2 separate regions of the Anas platyrhynchos genome follow, and region 2 is linked to region 1. The links are chromatin contacts, called in public Hi-C maps. All regions are on one chromosome and are shown on one strand. Each heading gives the region's core, a stretch centred on a gene start, on an enhancer-like site or on the middle of the called end of the contact. The rest is flanking DNA. Distances are from core to core; before and after follow the strand shown.

Region 1 (7,828 bases), core at 3,406-5,905:
ATCAATGTTTTGTTGCATAGGACTTGGATCTTTAAACTGTCCTGTTGTGATGCTTCCATGCACTCCAAAGCACGTGTCTGCCCTGCCTGGGATTACACCGTGCCAAGAAGCAATTCAGAAAAGTGGATCTGTTCAAAATTTTTCATGTCTTTAAAGAGAGTATATGAAGCTTCTTATTTTGGACTGTATCTTGATATCCAGCTTTCTATAGGCTGGTTTCTGAGAAACACGTCCTTCATGCTTACCTGAGCTTCTATCCTGCTGAGCAGCCCCCTCCCTTCTTGCAGCACTGTTTGTTATCTCATGACAGCAGCTGCGCTGCTTTCTGCCGTGTTCAATTTCAGTCCCAGTGTCAGTACTACAACAATTCCTAGTACACTGTTTTCAGGTCAGCTGAAAAACCATAATCATCATCACATGGGTCCTGTTTAGATTGCCATTATTTTCTATTGCTGCAGCAATTGAGAACCTCAAACAAGCACTGAGCTTTGATTATGCCATCTGGGTGCTGTACAAAGTGGCAAATGAAGACAGAGCCCCCCTGCTCATAAGGTTACAGTTCAGGACAAATGCTGGAAATGAAATAACACTGAAAACTATTTATTGTGGATAAAAATCTAAGGCCTGCTCAAGTTTCTGGCAAAACTGCTGCTGATTTCAATACAGCCAGGAACTACCCAGCTCCTATCTCACACCAAAGGAATGCTATCACAGAATATGAAATTAAGCCGTGCCTGTACTACCGCGGCCGTTCTCGTGCTGCACACAAAATGCATATCGCTGCCTTGCAGCACCAAACAGCCACAGGTGCCCAATCTGTAGAGGCCACTGATGCTGCTGAACTAAAACCGAAGTAAACAAGTGTCAGCCAAGCTTTTCTTTTCTCCCTCCCTTACCTGAATGCTCTGTTCAAAACACTGGGTGAAGAAGAGGAGGAGGAGGAGGCACAGATTATGTTACAAACGAAAATAAATGCAGTTGTTCCCAAACCAGTCTTCAACTGCCATGTGACATCTTCCCCAAGCCACAACACAGGTTGTCACTGATTGCAGCTTCTGCCTGCCAGCCCAGAAGGGTTCAAGGGCAGGAGTACCCAGATCTCACTACTGAGGGGTAGAAAAGGTGAGAGAGGAGCACGTCCAGCCACCTGCACCACACGCTCTGAATTTCCTGAGCACCTTCTAATTAAGTCACACGCATGAACCACAATAGGAAAAGCTGAGGAGAGGAAGAAGAAACAAAGAAAAGGGAGTCAAAAACGTATCCAGTAATAGGGAAGAAACAAAAAAGAATTCAAAGTTATTTCCACCAATATTTTTCAGAATGAATCGCTAAAAACATGGTATTTTAAAAGCTCTTGAAGCCAGTTTACTTATATTTTTTAAAGGCTGGCTGTGTTTTAATGCACTTCTCAATAGAATTATGCTGGCCTTCCATCAGATTTTGCTCAAGCATGTAGTGCTGCTCCTCTTGTTCCTTGTCCAAGACTACTAACTTCCCATTAACGCTTAACATCGGGAGTGTCATCTTTAGGAACCGCAGAAATAATTGTGGAATAAATAACGGTCAATGAATCAGGCATGACTTCACTGCCGAATTATGCAGCTTCCCTGACAGTTGCCTACACTCACAGAACCTCAGAGATTAGAGTGTTTAGCAACGTTTAGAGGTGTCATTGGTAATGGAAGACACATTTGGGAAGTTAAACTTTCAAGCTATTACTTTTGCCTATTTCAGATCCCAGACAACAATGGAGAAGGCGGCAACTTTTCCCTCTGAAAAAAAAAAAATATTCAAAGATTCTTACGTTTTGTTACCAGGCTCTCAAACTGCACTATTTATAGTAAGATTGTTTTCAAGTCCACAGCATGCTCAAGAAATGCAATGAAAACTGACAGCAATGTGGATCTGCACTTCATAAAAGAGGCCTCTGTGGTTACATCTTTAATAATTCCAGTTAAGCAAGAAAAAAGGGGTGGGGGGGGAAGTAATTTGGAGAAAACATTGATATGCAGTTCCATTTAGGTCTGATTTCACACACAATGTTCCTATTGTTGAGTTAGCATTTCAGCCAAAGCTGATGGCACAAGGTAGAGCTCCATATGCACACAAACAAAAATGTAAACAGAAAGTAATACCGTACCAATTAATTATCATGAATTCTTCAAAAACAACCGGCACTGTTAGCAGTGCCAACATGAAAATGCCCTACCTGAAATGCAAGTCACAAAGCGGCTTTGCTTTCATCAGAGCTCCATATAAAAGAGTAAACAACATAGCTATACTTCGGGAAAGGTTTGAAAAAGAAACGGGTGATAATTTATGAAGTGTTTTGCACTACTGTTTTTCCCTTTTGTGAACTTTGCTTTGGCTGGTTTGCAACAGTAGGGAGTAAGGGGAAACCAGCTGAACATAAACTGTTTGATTTGAAAGTTTGCATCTGTAAACTCCTGAGACAGCCCGAGGGAGGAGGTGATAATTCAGTATCTTATAATAGCAGGCAGCACAGAGATCAAAGAGAAGGAAGACTTGGCTGAAACCAGCTATGACGGCTTGACTGTGTGAGGTACTAGTAAAACAAAGATATTTTTGATGCTTAAGGAAGACTGAACTGCAGCCCTGCTCACCTTCCACTTGTCATACAGGTTTGGACTTTGTTGCAGCCACGCTGGAATAAGACCCTCCTGCTGCCATATGCGTCTTTGATAGTAGTTTGGACATGAAAAAAGGTTTGACGTCGAGACACTTGCAGTCTTCCAATTGAATATCCAGTGCAATTAAAAGCTGGAACTTTTTTCCCCCAACACAGAAAGACAGAAGCTAGGAAAGGCCAGAATCTCCGGCTCCTGGTGTTACAGATAGAGACCATCTCACTGTGTAATGCTGGGATGGTTCCTATGCCATGCCTCAGCATGTGAACAGAAGTCCCAGAACTGAGCACTGACTTCTTCTAAAAAGCCAAAGGACACTATTTCAAACATATTTTTTTTTCCATATGTTCATTAATTATGCCAGACTGCAAGGTTCAGGATATGATTTTTCACATCTCTGGAGGCTATAAAAAAAATACTACTCCTGGGAATCAAAGACAACCCCATATCTAAATACTGCACACGCACATGCAAATACTACTTAAAACCTTATTCTGTATGGGTTCCAGGACATGCTATTTCCAAAGAGTAGCTAAACTACTTCAACTCTCCATCTACGTCCTATCACAACAGGAAAACACCAGGTGACCCATCCATTAGACGGCCATCTCTTGAGATCAGAAAAGTATGTTCAGCTGGAATATGCAGGGTTCTAGATGTCCATTCAATTTTGTACATGCACTATGCTACACTCTTCCCTGTTCACAAAGTATTGAAAAGGACTGAAAAGGATTAGGGGCTGCTTGCCTGGCGTTTCTGTTTTCTCACACCTCTGTGCATTACACAATGATGACGTTAGGACAGGCAGATCTTGGAAGGATCCAGGGATGTCACATAGATGTGGAATTAGCTTTTGACTTAATTCACATCCAATTTGTTATAGGCATGAGTATGGGGGGGGGGGGGGGAAACCACCACACTACCACAACAACAGAAAACGGCATATCCACAAGCTGCAAATCACTTGATTCTCCAAAAGGCACTTAATCTAGTGCTTAAATCCTACCCAAGCCAAAGGCTTCCTAACATCCACTTGGAATAAAATACATTGAAGCATTTTGCTGAATTAGGGCTTCGGAAAACAATGCAAGGCCCATTGAATTTCATTGGCATGATGTCAGTAAGCAAAAAATAAAACAAGGAAAAGATTCCTCCCCCCAAAATAAACAGAAATACAGCTGAAGGAGTGACATCATCATTGCATACTTATGCCAATTATGGCCTAGGTGCTAAAATGATGATTCCCCTAAAAATAGCTATGAACAAGTGATACCACATTACGTTGATATGTTGGAAAGAATAACACAGGGGTTTTTTGACCTATATCAAGACATCCAAAGTTGTTACCAACAGTTGAGCCATTTGCAATTGAGATTACATTACCACCTCAAGGCTCTAAGCTCACACAAAAGAAAAAGAAATAACATCTATGAAAAATAATTTTCTAATTTACGTGCTTATAAATAGGTTCTTCTTAAAAAGCACCTCTCTCATTCATCCTCAGGTTTTTCAACATTTATGCTGAAGCGTTTTACATCTGTAAGGCTTCCCCCACCCCCCTTTTTGTTTGTTTCAAAGATGCTGATTAATCTGGATTACTACAGAGCAGACTTTTTAATTGTGAATGTTTTCAAACCAGAGTCTGCTTTACATCTGCATTCACATCTTATATATAAATATTGCCAAAGAAAATGCTTTGTATATAAAATACCTAAAAACGCATCACCCAGAGAAGAATAGCCTGTGTTGTGTATATACAGCAGACAAACAAAATTCCATGGAAAAACACACACTGTAAACATCACGGCTTCCCCATTGAGGACAGCTGCTGTAATACAATCTGCAGTGCCTGCTGCCAGGATTTTCCACATGAGTGCATCTTCTTTTAACCGCTGCTCAAACACTGGCTGAAAGAGGAGCTGCTAGACTGAACATGTGTCTGCGCTCGGATGACAAACCCCCGGCACAGCACTGGAATGCAGAGCAAACCTCAGCTTTTGGGCGGGAAAGGCGCTGCCCGCTCGGTGGGCCTTCGGAGTAAACTCCCTGAAGCTTTTGCTTTGGGATATGCACGTTGTGCTTCCCAGTAAGATAAGATGACCTCAGCATGCCTGTTGTGAGAATGCATGCAGTGGCGTAAACGTTAAACAGAAATTGTCAATAAATGCATTACAACTTAAGGCAGCAGTATAAAACCCACGTCTTACATTGCTTGTATTGGCAGCTGAGTAGAAAGAAAGGATAACCACATTGGACGTGTATATTAATTTTCTTAGATTAAAGAAAATGGGTATTGGCAGAAAGCGTCGGAGATATAAAATGCTGGGGGGAGGAGGAGGGAAAGGGGTGGCTGCAGAAAATCTGTTCACAATATTAGCAAACTGCAAAACAAGGCCTAGATTAGATAGAAAAGGGAGTCAGGTTTCCCTGCACAAAAGATACCTCAGCTGCCAAAAGTACAAGAGCAATTAAGGAACACAAATCAGCTTAAAAGCAGGGAGGAATAAATGGTGTAGAAAAAGGGAAGTGCTCACTTGAATTAATGAGTTTGCACATGAATATGCACACACATTTATACATACACACGCAATCAGGGTGAAGTTTCCTCTCTGGACATACAGAAGGATGTGTCTGCTCTGCGCTGGGCTCAGATGCTCTCTTGCTTCCCCTAGCTCAATGAGTGTTGGTGCTGGCTTTTTCCTTGACTTCTGCTCCATTGCAAAAGTGCAACCCTTTTACCCAAATATCCCAGGCAGTAAAGAAACCACTGTCAGTTCTCTAGTGATTTAGACATATTTCTCATAGGTGAAGCTCACAAATACTCTGGATTTAAAATTCACATAAAGATTATGTACCATTCAAAGCAGACAAAGTCCTAGTAAAAATTGTTTTAACTCATTAAAATAATACAGATTTCTTTTATTTTTTTTTCATTATTTGCTCCTATACCTCAGTTTCTTCACTATCCTTGAGTCTTTTTTTTTTTTTTTGTGCACAGATAAGAATACTCCAAGAAGCTAGAACCCTCCTTTCTCCCTTTCTGCCAGAACTAGGCTTTCTCTCAAAAACCAGTGAGCACTCCGGTTCTCTGCCTCTGGATGACAACAGCATAGGCTGTATGTGTGCACAAGCAAGAAAGGTGATACACAGGTTAAGAGAATATTCAAGAAAAACCTGAAATATCTACTGAGAACTGAGGAGATTGTTTCTGAAATGACAGATATAGATATATAATAAGAGTAGTAACACTTCTATGACAATCCTCACTCTCTGAATACAATAATTTCCAAGTTGCATTAGCTGCCTATTGAAACTATACAAGTAACAATGCCAAGCTCATACTCTACCAATGCCAATTTTTCACGGTGGTTGTGGCAGTTCCTTAACCAGTACATTAGCTGCTTGTATGTCTGCCTTCTTGGGTGAAATTACTGTCAGTATTTCTTTAACTTCTCAAACTGTAGGTCATCTCTGGACAACATGTATCTATGGGTGTGGATGGCTATCACAAAACAAATGAATTGGTTAAGTCAGTTTAAAAGAAACCCAGGAGCCAGAGTACATTTCCCTTTGTAGAGCACACGTATAAAGAAAAAAATGGTTGCAACAATAATAGGGCAAACATCTTTCCCACATTTTTTCCTATAATAGTTTCAGACTATATACCTCAGACAAAATGCTATCAGCCACTGCCACTTTATCGTAAATGTCTCTTGGCATTTGTTGTGTTACTTAAACACTGTAATTCAAGAATTTATGTGAACACCTCCAATTCTTTAAATATATTTGTAGCTTTACAAAAGGGCTTGAAACTATGTATATCATAGCTTTCAAGAATACAAAAGGTTAAAAAGAGATGCCAATACTTCTTTAAGTCTTGTGATTCAGCATGGCCTAACTCACAATTTATGAGCTCTTCGAGGCTGGCAATGCTATGATTACTCAACCTGGCTCATAGTTGGCAGACACAGTCCAAACAAGAGAATCAGAGAATCTCAGTTCTAATCCCTGATCTTTTACAGGGACTCAGCTGGATCGGATTCAGCAACACATGCAGCCACATGCTATGTGTTAAACAAAATGTTACCTCCATTGAAGCTATTAGGACTCTGAAAGTACTCAAAGTGGTTGCTTAAACAATTACCTAAATCGGGGTCTGTCTACATGTTCAGAAGAGAGCTGCTCAAAAGCTGTTTGTTCCTCCTTTGGCTTAATTACCAACTCAGCTGATTGAGTTTGGCATTCTGTGGGAAGCACAGGGTGGTCAATACAAGAATTACTGTCTAATAAAATGCAAGGTATTATAATATTCAGTTGTAGTAACAACATATCGGTGTACATACTAGGGCAGAAGCAGCAGAAAGCACAGCCTGACAGCTTCCTGAAACCTTAGAACAATATGGTAAGTGATGATCCATCTTTGACAGAACTTGCTAGAACTTTGGTACCCCTTTGAGTTCCACGATACCTTGTTGAAAAAATATTTTCTTTACTTAGCAGCTCTAACATTTTCAGGTCATTGGCTAACTCCTTAGGTTTGTCCTGCTAAGTCTCATGGCTTCAGCCTTGGCATAATTTTGCACTGCCACCTCTCAGCATCAACAAGTGGGGAAAAAACAACACCATAAGCAAACAGTTCACAGTCATAACAGAAGCCAGGAAGTGTTCCGCATTGATCTTCAGATTCTTTTGCCTATAAACCATGTAAATCAACATACAGGTAACACTTAGATATACATGAGTTGTGAGATCTGTTTCAAAGGTTTATTTGTTAATTGGATTTCCCAGCGAAATCCAATTAACAAATAAAACTTAATAGGACTAGGATGTTGAAAAATTAAAAATCTGAATGTGGTAGATAGATAAAGTGATATAACACAGGACACAATGAGCACAGGATGTAAGGTCACAAATGCCAAATATATGAGCTGTTGAGCACTCCTTGATATACAAAAAAATCTATGCCTGATTTTGATGTTAGAAATGCTTGTTCCCTTGCTGTCACAATGGGGTGCATAACAGGCTGGCAAACACCAAATAAATTTCACAAATAAATAATTTCACAAATAAAAGCTGATACAGTTGAAGGTTAAAAATTCCCGTCTTTTTGGATCTCTTACATCATCTAAGAAAATAAAAGAGCCTCAGACAATTGAACAGAATAGTAGCAAACACAG
Region 2 (7,828 bases), core at 1,834-4,333, 240 kb before region 1:
CATTATCATATGCAACAGCTCCTGAAGTAAAGCGAGTACATTTAGACTGCACTAAATTAATTCTGAGTTAACCATTGTTAGGTGTATAGGACAAAGCTCTGTTTAAGGAACTGAGATGGGACCAAAGTAGAAGCCTTGAACCCAGAACCTGGGTCTGTTTGTCTGGCAGTACTTCAAGAACTGGACCGTTCATGCAGGAGATGCTGAGACTCCAGCAGATGGAGGAGTGTCATGGGGATGTGTTTGCTTCCACCACCCCTCTACTGTGAAGAAGTTAAACTGCAGCTCTACAATCACCAGCCCTGCCAGAATGACATTACAGGAAGTCTCTGATTTGTTACTTTACTAACACCTTAACATCACTCAATGGGCTCACTTGCTTCTCACTCGCTTTGCAGCATGAGGACCTTTCCTCCCCTATCTGCCAAGGCAGCAACCTCGGCCCTGGCTCTGACGGCCACCCTGGACTCCTTCCAAACAGGAACAAACACAGTAAACCTCCTGCAGTCACAATCCTTGCAATGATATACAAGCCATAAAGGAGCTCGCTTTCCTTCCCTCACCATCCTAAACAGAGCAGCCAGCAGGAGTACATACTCAAATCATTGTTTTCTCCAACATCAGCAGATATGGTTCTGGGTATGCAGAGCTAATCGGCCTTTTTGAGCAAAAATGCTTCATTCTTACAGGGCATTGTTCTAAGCATAACGATGACTCCTCCACTCTACACTGGAGCGGGAATTTCCAAAGAAGTGAATGGGCCCTTGGGTAAGGCTTTGTGGCTCATGTTGGGCAAACTGCTCATCTAGTGGCTCATACCATATCCCTCTGGCCTTAAAGTTCACAAACTCACTAAATTTACACCACATCTCTGTGCAGACAGCGCTCCCTTCTTGCACAAGCTAGATGCTCATCTTCCATGCAGAAGATAAGCTCAGACACTGCCAGAAATGGCAGCTGAAAGCACAAAGTCCCCCCCATTGTCACCACCAATGTCATATTACCAGACACACACACACACACACAAATAAATAAATAAAATCACATCAAAGAGATGGAGAGCACCAGGAATGAGGAAGATTTTAGTCCACCAGACACTAAAACCTTGAACTCGACCTGCATTACCTCCCAGGTGAGCTGGAAGGCAAAGTGGCCTCCCACCCGTGGTAACCCCTGCAAACACTTTCCTGCTAAAGCAGAGCTCCTCGCATCCCTCGAGCGCTACGTAAATATTGGCTAACCTCCGAAAATGCTTTGGAAGGCCCGAGACGAAGGTTTTCAGAGCGCACGCCCACATCTTGCAAATAGCAGGGAAGTTTGCTCGCTCAGCCTCTGTCACAGGAATGCATAAAACCGAGGAAGCTGAAAACAGGAAAGGCGTCCAGGAGGACCACAGCAGGTTAGCAAGGGCTCCTCACAAAGAGCTCCTGTCTGCAGGGACCTGACCACCACCATTTTGCTCCGACTTGAATAGAGAGCACTTTTTCATCAGGTTTCCCGCTCTGTGCAGTTTATTTCTAAACCCAGCCCGCCCCTTGGGGTGGGGAGAGGTGGCTCAGCTGGACATGGTGCCATGGCCAACACACTCCCTTGTCACAGTAGCATGGTTCCTTGCCTTCTCTTCTTGCCCTGGCCTGACCCTCGCTGATCCACACTCACCTACCACCCATTCAGACACGGAGCCACCACAAGGGCCTTCTTGGGAGCTGCTTGGGTGACATCCCTTGGGCCAGGAGACCTCCTGGGGGCCACTTCAGGAAGGACACTGTGGTGGTACTTCCACATCAGTCTGCCTCACACAAGAAACCAAGACTACCTGTTGAGACACACCCAAACAGCTATCTTAAAAAGGATAAATGCCTTCACCTGTTCTAAAGCACCTGTGCTACCGAGCTGTGAAGTGAGTGACCTGGGGCATGACCCACAAACCAAAGCGTGCCCAGAGGACCTGCACCCTGAACATGTTTGTGGTGTAATCTTCTCACCACTGCAAAGCTATAGACCTACAGAGCTCTGCCTGAGAGCCCTCCTGCCCCCACAGACATCAGAAATGATGTTGGGAGACCAAGCTTGCTGTGACATTTCAAAGCCTGGGTGCTGAAAGACCCCTCCCTGGCCTCATGGGTCCCAAACTGGGGACACCACGGGTCCCAAACAGGGGGCACCACTGGGCCCTGCCACTCCTTGGGAGTGGGGCTTAAGATGTGGTTGGCAATGGCCACAGACATGGGGAAAACAGTGCAGAGGAGCAAAGGGCAAAGGGCATCTTGGGTACTTATCTTCCCTCCTTGCTTGCAGAGAAGCTCACCGCGGCACCAAGCCTCCGATGATGGTGCTCCAAGCCCAGTCTTGGCACCGTGTCCGATCATGCTCCCTCTGCCCCCCCCTTCCTTTTGCACTCCCCCATCCCAAAACAACAAAAGGCAATGACTGCAGTGACCTGCAGAAAATGTGAAGTGCAAGCCAGCTGATCCGTGGCAACACAATAGCGAGATTAGTTCATCTGCAGTGAACAAACATGTATTATGTGGGTTTAAAAGTTAGGAGAGGAAAATGCTGTGGTTTTCATGTATTTCTATTCAGCGAGGCTGCGACTTATTACTTCCATGCAGCCGAGCAGTCCTATTTTTAAAAATAGCCCTCAGCTTGTTTTGAGATCTGCAAGCATCCCGCTTTGTTTTGCAGCAGCGTAATAAAAACCCCGAGCCGGCAGCGGTCCCGCTGTCCTCCCCCCTTCCCCCCCCCCCGCGCCCTACGGATGCTGCAAAACGTCCCCTCGGGGAAAAGAAAAAAAAATAATAATTAAAAAAGTAAAAAGGCTGAAACATAACGATGATGCCACAGACATACACACACCCCCCCCCTCCGGGCTGGCAAGGCAGGAGGGAGGGGATAAAAACAAGCCCGAAAATCGCCGGGGAGGCGGCGGCGGAGCCGCGGCCGGCGGCAGACAAAGGCGGCGGCGGCGGGCGGGGAGCTCCGCGGCCGCCCCCCCGGGGCCGGGCCAGCGCCGGGGCCGCCCCCCCCGGGCCGATGCGGCGGGGCCGGGCCGGGCCGGGCCAATGCGGCCGGCGGCGGAGCGGCGCTGCCCGGCGCAGCCAATGGAGGGCGCGGGCAGGAGGGCTGCCGTCGGGGGCCGGGGGGGCGGCGGGGGGGCCGCCGCCAATCGCGGCGGGCTGCTGGCAGGGCAACGCCGTGCTGCTAATGGGTGTTTTGCTCGGCCTCGAGGGGAGCGGGGTTTAAAAGCGAGGCGGCCGGGGGAAGGGGCTCAGAGGCGGGGAGACAGGGCTGCGGGACGCGACGCGACGGGACGGGCGGCGAGGAGGAGCGGCGGGGGGCCCCCACGCAGCCAGCCAGCCACGCACCCCCCCCTCCACGCACCCATGGCCGACGTGCATCTCTCCGGCCCCCCGGCCCTGGAGCGCCTGGCGGCCCGACGGGCGCTGCTGGCCGGCCACGACCGCAGCGCCGTCTGCAGGAGCCTCTTCGGGCCGGTGGACCACGAGGAGCTGGGCCGGGAGCTGCGGAGCCGCCTGCGGGAGATGGGCGAGGCCGACCAGCGCCGCTGGGACTACAACTTCCACACCGACACCCCGCTGCCCCCCGCGCCCGGCCGCTTGCGGTGGGAGGAGGTGGAAGGCAGCGCCGTGCCCGCTTTCTACCGGGAGACCCTGCAGGTGGGGCGCCGTCGGGTCCCCCTGCGCCGGGCTCCCCCGGCACCGTCGCCCCCCGCCGCCGGCAAGGGGGCTTCGGGGGCGTCGGGGGGGCGGCTGAGCCGGGAGAACCGTGCTGCGCCCCCCGCTCCCCGCCGCCGCGCCGTCAGACGGAGCAGCCCCGCCACCCGCATCACAGGTGCGTGCCCCGACGGGGGGAGCGGGGAGTCGGGTTCCCCCACCTTTTTTTTTTTCCCCCCGGTGTACCCCCTCCGCCTCGCTGACGCCCCCTCTCTCGACGTCCCCCCCCTCCAGATTTCTTCGCCAGGAGGAAACGGCCGGCGCAGCCCAAGGCAGCGGCCGAGCACCCCCCCGGCTGCGCGTCCCCCCCCGCCGCCGTGCCGGCTGAGCAGACCCCCCGCAAGCGGCTCCGGTGAGCCAGGTGAGGAGCACCCGTGGGGGGAGGATGATGCTCGGGAGGGGGCTTCCTATTAATTTTCTTACCCCATCATAATTTTTTTTTTCCCCGTCCCCCCCATAGATTTTTGCACTACGGCACCCACGGGACAGGCGCGCAGCCCCGGGGGCGAGGCGCCCCCCAGGCACGGCCAACTGGGGCCCCCCCGCCCGGCCCGGGCCCCGGAGCGGAGCCGGAGCGAAACCGGAGCGGAGCCGGAGCCGCAGGCGCAGCGCCCGGCCGCGCACGGAGCAGTGTTACCGTACAACTGTGCAATGTATTACGTTCTATATAGAAATGTATTATGCCTAATGTGAGTACACTGGTCGAAAGTGTAAAGCTTTAAAAGTCACTTATATGAAATGTTTAATCTCTGAGCTCTCAGTGCAAGGAAAAAAAAAAAGAAAAGGTGGAGGAAAAAAAAAAGAAAAAAGCAAGTGTATATTTGTACAAAAACGTTTTTTAAGAGTTATACTAACTTATATTTTCTATTTATGTCAGAAATGTTGATAACTGGTTGACATCCAATAGTCGTTTTTTTTTTTTTTCTTTTGGTTAAGCCAAAGGGCACTATATTTGCTTTTGTTATTTACAAAATGTAAATTTATTTTTATAGTGGGATTTTTTTTTTTTTGCATTCACAAGATGTAGTTATGAAATCAAAACATTTTTTAGACTTTACTTGAATACAAAACTGTTTCAATGGTTCCTGAGCTGGTTTGTACCACTGTCATTGCAAATAATGCCACAACTTCAAATAGTAATAATAAAAAAAATCCAGGAAACCCTTGCAATGCTGCTTGGTGTGTGCTGTGCAGATGTCCCGGGGGGGTGGCTGTGATCAGTGGGGCCCAAGCCCGTGTTGCTCCATGCATTGTGGCTGCATCCACACCCCCTGTGCTCAAAGCTGCCCCCAGTTGCTGAAGGAAAGGAGTTGGTGGCTTGTGAACACACATGTGTTAGCGCTGCTGGAGTTAACAAAGTGAGGTAGGGAACATGCACCCATAGAAGCCCCAAATTCAGCCTTTCTACACTTGTTTTTCCCTTCTCCTCTTGCCAAAGCTGGCCCCAAGACCCCTCCAGGGTGTGGGACTGCCCCACACTAAGGGGGGGGGGGGGGAATGGGGTGGGCACAGCCCCTCAGCAGGCTCTGTACCGGGCAACCCTTGCAATCTGCATGTCCCCACCCCAGGCTACTGTAGGAAAAAGCTTCCCCATTCCTCTGGTCTAAGCCCAGCATTAATTTTGAGGAAAATCCTGTGATTCCAGCTATATGTGTAAGTGGGGAGCAGAACAGCCACCAGGCAAAACACATGAGCACAGCACCTGGTGCTGGCACAGCTACGCACTCCTGTGCAGCTCATGGGGGGCACCCTGGGCACGCGCCCTGAGCCCCATGCTGGGGGGTGGGGGGGGCAACCACCCGCAGGGGGCCCGATCCTGGCCGCAGGTGGTGCTGGAGAGCAAAGGAGGGCAGCGGCTGGCTGGATTTATCCCTTTTAAGCCCTAGGAGCTGCGCAATGATGCTATTTCACGGAGCTGGGGGGGATGAGAGGGGGGGCAGCCAGGAGAAGAAGGGCGAGGGTTTAACCCGCATCAGTGCTCCCTGGCCCCCGCAGAGCTCGCCTTTGCCCCCCCGTCACGGCCACGAAACGCTCCCGGCTGTAAAAGTAACATTGATTACCTCCAGCTCCGTGATCGCTTAATCAGAACGGGATTATTTTACGCGCCCGCATCAGTGGCCGCTGCCTCAATACGATTTTCCCCCCTCTTTGAAAAGAAAAATAGCTTTTCCCTTTCCTTCTGAAAGCCAACAATACCCGGAGTGAGGCAGCTGGATCCTCCAGGATTTATGGGCTTTTCTCTCGCTTTCATGAAAGCAGGTGCCTTTGGGACCTCCATTGTCCCAGCCCCCCACTCATAATAGGACTTTCTGCAATGAAAAAATCCCCGCTCTGAGCTCCCAAATACCTCGGCCGCAGGAGCCGTGCCGAGGTGTCCCCGGAGCATCCCAGCAGAATGGGCAGGGGGCCGTCGGGCCAGGCGAGGAGCTCTGGTGCCTGAGCCCAGCCCCATGGGATGCGGGGCAGGAAGGTGTGCGGCTGCCCCGCACCCTGCTCCACCCAGCCCGCCTCGCCCCGGCACAAAGCACACTGCCCCTATTCTTTCGGCCTTTGTAGCCATATGGCAAATCCATGTAGACACAGCCAACATCCATTTATTCAGGCACATAATGTCCCGCAACAGGGAACAATTGGAACTTTGTTTGCTTCTATTATTGATGCGAATGGGCGACAGAGAGAGAGAGAGAGGGGGGAAAAAATCATTTAACTATAAGAGATATCCAGCTAATTATGAACCATATGTGCCTATAGTTTCAAAGCAATCCAATGAAGTTCATTTTAAATCTAGACTACTTTATTAGTACTGAAGACAGATGTCTCAACAGTACATGCATCAGAGGAAACCATGTAAAGAAGTTCTTGAAATATTTAACTAGGACTCATTCATTGTCAGAGGGGCTTTAAAGTGCCCTTTATCATGAGAATGCATAGGCAGAAGCGGAGGGAGGCTGCCCGTTGTTACGGCCAGCCCACTTACCCTTGAGTGAGAAATCCCAAATCCCACTTTGGATTTCACGATGGGGGTATTTTTTGGAAAGGATGCAAGATATCAAGGGTCTAGAAGGAGCGAGCTTGCAGCTCATTGCAGCTACAAAAAGACAGGTCTATATCTGAGCTGCTTCCATCCTAGGCTGAAGCCAGCTATGCTCTCAGAGGAATAACCTACCCCAAACCACTGCTACCTCTCCAGGGGATGAAAGCTGCACATTTGGGAGACTGCTGCTGCACTTCCAAGACAGGAGCTTTAACGCTGCGAGACCTCCAGAGCTTTGTTTCAGGCAAGCATCTCCCAATGCAAACCCCGTGGTGCCTACCTAAGCAGGAGACTGAAAGGGAAACTCATCAGGGGAAAGTCTTTTGGACCCCCTTTACCCCCAGGAAATGCAATTATCAGCAAACAACCTTGGCAGAAAGCTTGGCGCTATCTTTATGAGCGCAGCAACATCTACCAGTAATTAAGCCACTTCAGTTAGATGAATGCAACATATGGTTGACGCTGGGAATCATTCTCCTGCCTAGCCACGACTTTTCTTTCTGGGCCAAAACTTGTTCTATTATCACTTAGAATAAACAAAAAAGCTGCTTTCCACTTCTTGAGCAAATATTTGTCTCTAATGAGCATGAGGTGTAGGTAACAGGATGGGGGAAAATGGTAATTTTTAAAGCATAATTTCCTACATTCGAGTATAGAAATAAAATAGATCCACTAAATGCTTAATTCACTTACAACTGGTTGTCTTTGCTTAGTAGATCTGGGCAAAGGACACACGTGAGGGGGTGAAGAAATTGAATTGACCACATTTAAGCAGAGAACCAGAAAGTAGTAGTGCATGCATATAGGTACACATTCATACATGCCTCCCTGCCAACAGCCTGTACCCCCTCAGAACTGTTCTGTACATGCTTTCAGAACAAACCAGACCCAAACACGATCCCAAAATCTTTGTAAGATGAAAGGATAGAATTATATCTGTTATTCTGGTTAACACTTACTGAACAGAGGAGAAAGGAAGATGCTAGGCAGTTTGAAGAGCTGCAGAGGCCATAAAACCTCTTAAGCAGGCCTGGCTACAAGATTAAAAATAGCTCTAATT

The links. A called contact is a pair of places that touch in the nucleus more often than the background predicts.
Region 2: a contact with region 1 is called in a Hi-C map of subcutaneous adipose tissue, with 2.8 times the contacts expected there. The contact joins the promoter of CDKN1C here to the enhancer-like site in region 1. A contact is called at or near these places in 5 of 8 Hi-C or Micro-C datasets (F5 follicle, liver, skeletal muscle and 1 more).

What each region holds. Positions count from the first base shown.
Region 1 is chr5:28,692,673-28,700,500 of IASCAAS_PekinDuck_T2T, reverse strand. The region is part of intron 13 of KCNQ1 (potassium voltage-gated channel subfamily Q member 1); the gene reads right to left. Among named protein-coding and RNA genes, the nearest start is that of TRPM5, 140 kb to the right of the region's middle. Within about 2 kb of position 4,655, at least 6 of the 8 cell types and tissues checked have an H3K27ac peak or open chromatin away from gene starts, as enhancers often do. A contact at or near this core is called in subcutaneous adipose tissue, where this site is marked.
Region 2 is chr5:28,935,844-28,943,671 of IASCAAS_PekinDuck_T2T, reverse strand. CDKN1C (cyclin dependent kinase inhibitor 1C) reads left to right here and starts at 3,083. Exons shown (of 3, transcript XM_038180273.2): 1 at 3,083-3,852; 2 at 3,969-4,095; 3 at 4,195-4,904. The coding sequence starts at 3,102. The coding sequence ends at 4,090. It overlaps LOC106017168 (a long non-coding RNA gene), which reads right to left and starts at 2,952. Exons shown (of 5, transcript XR_005266234.2): 1 at 1,660-2,952; 2 at 1,242-1,362.